2 separate regions of the Capsicum annuum genome follow, and region 1 is linked to region 2. A link is a contact called in public Hi-C data. All regions are on one chromosome and are shown on one strand. The core of a region is the stretch at or near the end of the contact, and the rest is flanking DNA. Distances in the headings are between cores, read along the strand shown.

The links. A called contact is a pair of places that touch in the nucleus more often than the background predicts.
Region 1: a contact with region 2 is called in a Hi-C map of placenta, with 2.6 times the contacts expected there. The contact joins the promoter of LOC107856801 here to the promoter of LOC107856793 in region 2. A contact is called at or near these places in 2 of 5 Hi-C or Micro-C datasets (leaf and placenta).

What each region holds. Positions count from the first base shown.
Region 1 is chr7:201,054,741-201,058,004 of UCD10Xv1.1, reverse strand. It overlaps LOC107856801 (vesicle-associated protein 4-2), which reads left to right and starts at 1,445. Exons shown (of 7, transcript XM_016701773.2): 1 at 1,445-1,964; 2 at 2,721-2,791. The coding sequence starts at 1,670.
Region 2 is chr7:200,918,592-200,921,546 of UCD10Xv1.1, reverse strand. It overlaps LOC107856793, which reads right to left and starts at 1,692. Exons shown (of 5, transcript XM_016701764.2): 1 at 1,376-1,692; 2 at 31-338. The coding sequence starts at 247.

The DNA of each region.
Region 1 (3,264 bases), core at 196-2,695, 140 kb before region 2:
AACATGTAAGTTAAACGTACTAGTAAAGAGAGTATATTACAACATATAAGTTAAACGTACTAGCAAAGAGAGTATATTACAACATATAAGTTAAACGTACTAGTAACTCATGCAAATCACTCTATTGTCACATGAAAAGAAATGAACAAAAAAAAAAATATGTAAAAGGAAAAGAAGACTCTCTATCTATCAATACTTGTTTATTACGTATTAAATTAATAAATTTTTTAAAAATAATATAAATAATAAAAGTAATTTTACTATGTCAAAAGTAATACCCCTCTATTTCAATAAGAATAACCTACTTTGACTTGACATAAAGTTTAAGAAAATAAATGAGATTTTTGAATCTTGTGACCTTATTAAAGTTATATCAAATGTACCAAAATGTGCTTTAATCTTGTGGTCCTAATCATGCCATGTGGAGATTTGATATTAAAGTATTACAAAAAAAAAAAATCATTCTTTTTTAAATGGACTAAAAAAAAAAGTAAATCATTCTTTTTTAAATGGGGGGAGTAATAAATAAGGAATAATATTTGATACCAAAGTAAGATTGGGAGGATTAAATTTTTTCCAACTTTTCTCTATTGACATTAATTATTTTAAAATTAAGATGCACGTAAATGGACAAAAAATAAAGAATTAACAAGAAATATGTTACTCCATTCGTTTTAAAATAATTGACCCTTGTTAACTTGACACTTCTCTTACAAAAATTTATTAGGGTATATTTTACCAAATTAGTCTTATTAATTATGATTTGAAAATATAATAAAGCGTCAAAAACACACCTAAACTATCCTCTTTTTTTGAGTTTCATACCTAAACTATCGAGGGTATGAGAAACACACTTAAAATATCACTGGTTAATTTGAGAAACACACCTTAAAATAAATAAAAATTAATCAAAATATTTTAAAATGAAAACAAATAATGTGTTAGCAATTAAGAATAAAAATATGTTATGTGGACTATTTTTAATGACTAGATACATATAAAGAGTTTGTAAGAAAATATTTGGTGTAATCAGCTTTTAGGTGTGTTTCTTGAATTAAAGTGATAGTTATGTGTGTTTTTCAAACTAAAAGTGATAGTTTAGGTGTGTTTCTCAAATTAAAGGTGATAGGTGTGTTTCTCACAATTCCATTAGTAGGCGTGGATTTGATACTTTATTCTTAAAAATAAAAATTTGAATATATACATTTTATTTAGTCATTTAATTATACAGGTAGTACTGAGAGAACATAATAATATTTCCTTGATTTTATAAAAGACAACTAAATTAAAATAAATAGTTTTAGAAAGAATGCTATTAAAATAGTGGGAGTAATTGAATTATACTCTTATAATCTTATCCAACTCCAATTCTAACTCCAACTTTAAAAAATTATGATTTTCGTGCTGAGACGGCGCCTTAGTATTTAAGACAACTTTTAATTTGAAGAGAACCAATGCAACAACAGCAATAACTGTTGTCACACTCCCCATACACATTATGACAGCAACCCATCATTCCCACGCTATGTAACTCGCATCCTATGCCCCCTCGCACCCCCACCCCTCCACCCCACTCACCCCCACCCCTAAATGCTATAGCAAAAATTTTGGTGCTAGTAGTAATAATAATAAACCAAACTGCCTAACACAGCAAGAACAACAACAAACAATGGCACTTGGTAATGAAAAATCTGTAGATGGAAAAATTTGGGGACTATGTAAACTTCCATTTTGGCATTCAAACAGCAGTTCAGTGGCTGCTACTTCTTCTTCTGTTGCTTCTTCTTCATCATCTTTTAGGCAGCAGCAACAACAACAGTTTCAGCATCAGAACCATAATGGCATTTCTGTGGATCATCATTCTAATATTCATGCTTCACTTAAAGTTTCTTCTGTTGCAAAATCATTTCTTCCAACGCGTCGTAAGCTCAGTCTTGATCCACCAAACAAGCTTTACTTTCCATGTATGTTCATCATTTTCGCTATTCTTGTTAAATTTTCTGGCTATATCTAATTGTTTGTCATGAATTAGACCATACCCGCAACTGATGTGGCATCTTTTTTGAGTTTTCTTTTGCATAATGGGTTGATTTCTCATCACATAGGTAATTTGATCAGTTATTTTGCTACTTGCTCAGTCTCAATTTAGTTGTCTTACCTTTGTTTAGTTTGTTTTAAATAAAGAATGACTTTTCCTATCTTTGGTAACTTTCTAATTCCGACATTCTATATGACTTGTTTAAGATCAGAATATTCAAATAGTATTTTAGTACATCACACATATTTCTAGTTTAAGTTTAAGATAACAAGATTTAAAAGTTTTCCTTATTTTCTTAAATTACATAACTAGTCAAACTAAGACACTAAAATTGAAACTGAAGGAGTTCTTTTCTGTTGCTAATATGTCTTAATTTGGATTTAATAGAAAGAAAGTTTGCTACATTACTTTTATGTTTACTGAAAAGGAATGTTGATTTTTGATTCTAGTAAGTTATATATTTTACTTTGTAGCTACTTCACCAGGAGTATTATTATGTTACATAAACTTAATGGACCAATATTAACTAAACCAGAATTTTGTTTTCTATTCTATGTTTTGGATGAAAATTGACTATTTAGCAGTAATAATAATTCTTATGTCTAATTAAGGGTTGTCTTTCTATTTTTTTTTAAAATTATTTATTGGATTATGCTTATTCTATTCTTATCCCTTTTTGTAGATGAGCCTGGTAAACAAGTCAAGAGTGCTATTAGAATCAAGAACATTAGCAAGAATCCTGTAGCCTTCAAGGTACATTACACTAGCCTCATTATATGGTCCTGTTATTTTCTTGTTTTGGTGGTTTGATGCTTTATGTTTTCTGATGTGAAATGTGCTTAGTACCTAATACTCATGATGTCAATTTCATAATCTCCATAATTAGTGCAACAACTCACTTTAATTCTCCACTAGGCCAACTTTCTCTGAGTTGGTAATAAAGCAACTTTTTTTTGGTTAATTTATAGTAATTCTGGATATTGAAGATTAAAATGATGATGATGAAGTGTGGTTAGTGGGAAATGTTCATTATTTGCTAGATCTACATCACTATGGAAAGTAAATTTGGATCTTCCAGATAGCCAATTTGTCAAGTTTGTCATTTGTAACTAATACTATTTCACGATACTCGTCTTCTGCATCACTGTTCATACAATAATAACTATGTCTCAATCCCAAACAAGTTGGGGCATCATTGTTCGTAATCGAGCCTACATAAATTTTTG
Region 2 (2,955 bases), core at 443-2,942:
GGAATATGGGACTGCAAAAACAGTAAAGACCTTGCACATTGTGGGAAGAACAGGAAACTTTCAACTGTACTCGTCTATCAGAATGTGCAGCTTTTCTAGGCTGGAAACGGCAGGATACGACTATCCGATGCCTTGTTTTTTCATACCATTTCTCAGATAAACGTAACGAACCACTCGGTTTCCTTACTATGTTATCTGAATTTATCCATGAGGACAACTGAAGGCTCTGTGAAACTCTAGCCTCCATTGTCTCTACTCCACCAACACCACAAGAAAATGTATCTTTTCAAATCAGAAAGAGCTGAACAATACTTTATATGTCACCAATCTTCTGCTGCCTGCTAAATCCAAATATTTCAAGAACCCACAATTAATTACCTCAAAATCAACTCCAAAAATAGCAATATTAAAACTTTTAAAGAAAAAACAAATAAATAAATAAATAAATAAATCACCTAATTTCTTATATGCAAAGAAAAGTAAAATAACAAACGAGAAATGGAAAATGTGATGACTGATTCTTCCTTGTATCAAATTTTGGACAATTAAAAAACTGAACAGCTCAGTACTCTAGAGCAAAAATATTAGATCAACAGGGTCCTTAAATAGCAAAGATTTTACATAATCATCGCATACAAGGGTCCAAGCTTATCAGCATCATCATTCAAGACATGAAAAGGGATTTTTTTTTTTTTTAAAAAAAGCATACGACGTGAAGAGGAAGCGATTGAAGAATGGAAAGGGAAGAAGAGGAAGTAGAAGGCTGCTATTGGTAATAATTGCGGCCCCTTCTTGAAATACTCGTTGCACTGGAAAAGCTAGCCAGGATACCACGGTTATCAGAAAAAGAAAAAAAAATGGTTGCACCAAAGCATCATCCATAACCCCAGAAAGTAATTTCTTAATTTGCACCTTTGGAAGATGCAATTTTTTCTCTAAACAAGGATTCAACTTTTTCGTTTTGGAAAAAATTTCAAAGGTTCACATTAGATTTTCCGTTGAACAAGGGATTATTTTTGGACAATTAAACAACTAAACAGCTCAATACTCTAACGCAGATATATAAATCAACCCAATGCATCAAAAATCGATAAATTTGTTGACTTATCCATAAAAATTGACTTGTTAAACAGAAAAAGCTTAATCCAAAGAATATAACTCACACTAATTTCCCGAATTCAGCTTCTTTTAACAACCAATTTGAGATACATAACAAGAAAAAAGAAAATTTACACCTTAAAAGATATATAGTTGACTTATAAAACCCACACTATTTTCTAAAAAATTAATTTCTTCTAGAACACAAAACAAAGAGCAGAAAAATAAATCTCAATTAATAAATCTGTGAATTGAAGGATTAAGAACACATACATACCTAATTGAGCAATGAAAATTGTAACACCAGATTTTACAATATGTCTGAATCAAGAAGATAATAAAACGAAATTTGGGAAATTTTTGTGAGATTTTAGAGTTAGGTAGGTACAGTTTGTGTTTTAAAATGAATTTATATTTATACAAACTGTGTGGCGGAAAGGTGGTTGTGTTAGGGGAGGTGGATAATTTTGTAAGAAAAAAAAAATACAGTATCACTTAAAAGTACTAAAAAAAATTTAGATTTCAGTAAATACGTCTTTATTAAGCTTTGCCTAATAAATTACCAGCAGTCACGGGTATTTTGCAATACTAATGTGCATATGAGGTTCGACTTTTGGGGAGATAATTTCTTATTTATTTTACCTTCGATCATCATTAAAGAGAAATAAAGCAATACTTTCGAGGACATGCACAAATATTTCTAATCTTTATTCTAAGAATTTTCATTTCTTAGCTTTCTGACACATCCTTCAAAAAGTCTATTATGAATTTATAATTATTAAAATTTTCTAATTAATTTTAATTTTTAGTTTCAACTTTATTTTTCATAGTTGAACTAATCACTCAAGAGAATTAAATAATTAAAATTAAAGGATTTGAGTTGTATTTTAAATAGCAAAAATCTTGTACTTTAGATGCAAAAGCCTATACTCATACTTGCTGCAAACATTACATTAGGAATACCAATAGTTAGGAAGTCAATCTCTTAGAACCAAGTCAAGCTACTTTAACAACTAAAATAGTTGGATATCCATCAAATCAACACATCCAAGCAATTAATAGTCAGATAGAATGTAATACAAAGTAACAACATATAATTTTAAAATAGACTTAGTCTTTGCAAATTTACACAATAATAAAAACGAATGACCAAAAAACCTTCAGAAATAACACTTTTTAACCTTATGAAGGACTTTTTAAAATTATCATACTAAGATTGTGAAGATCTGTCAGAAAATTGTACAAACTATGCATTCAAGGAACCTCAATAAAGGAGTATTGCTCATTGCTATCAAAAAGATCACAAAAAAAAAGAAAGAATCTAACATCTTCAAGCTGCAAAAATTCTATATGATAAAATTATTCTCACATTACTTAAAAGAAATAGTGGTAAAAATAATGAAAAAAAAATCTTTCCAGCAAACTGCAACTGATAGCTAGCTGAAAATAATAGTTTCTTGTCAATATTCTCGAACATCACATTGAGTGCAAATGTTATATGTAAAATAAAAATGGTAGAACGAAGCAAAAAGAAAAAAATTAAAAGCAGTGGAGCTCATGGATTTTTTCATGTATGATTTACTTGAGTTAGTGATTAAGTATGCATTATGAAACGGCTAGGCACTTACGTTTCAATAGTTTACCTTCAACACTCTTTTTTGTAACTGCCAAAACTCAGAAGTCCTTCTCCTTTTCAAAAAACTGTCGCCGCCTTCGTATCATTGTCCCATTTCCCTCTCATATTCTTCGCTCCTATCATACCCATTTACCCCTATATGTTTCAACTTCCTTATTTCTCTCTCTTCTTCTCTCCATCTATATAAATTATTGTCGAATCTACACTCCATGATCATTACT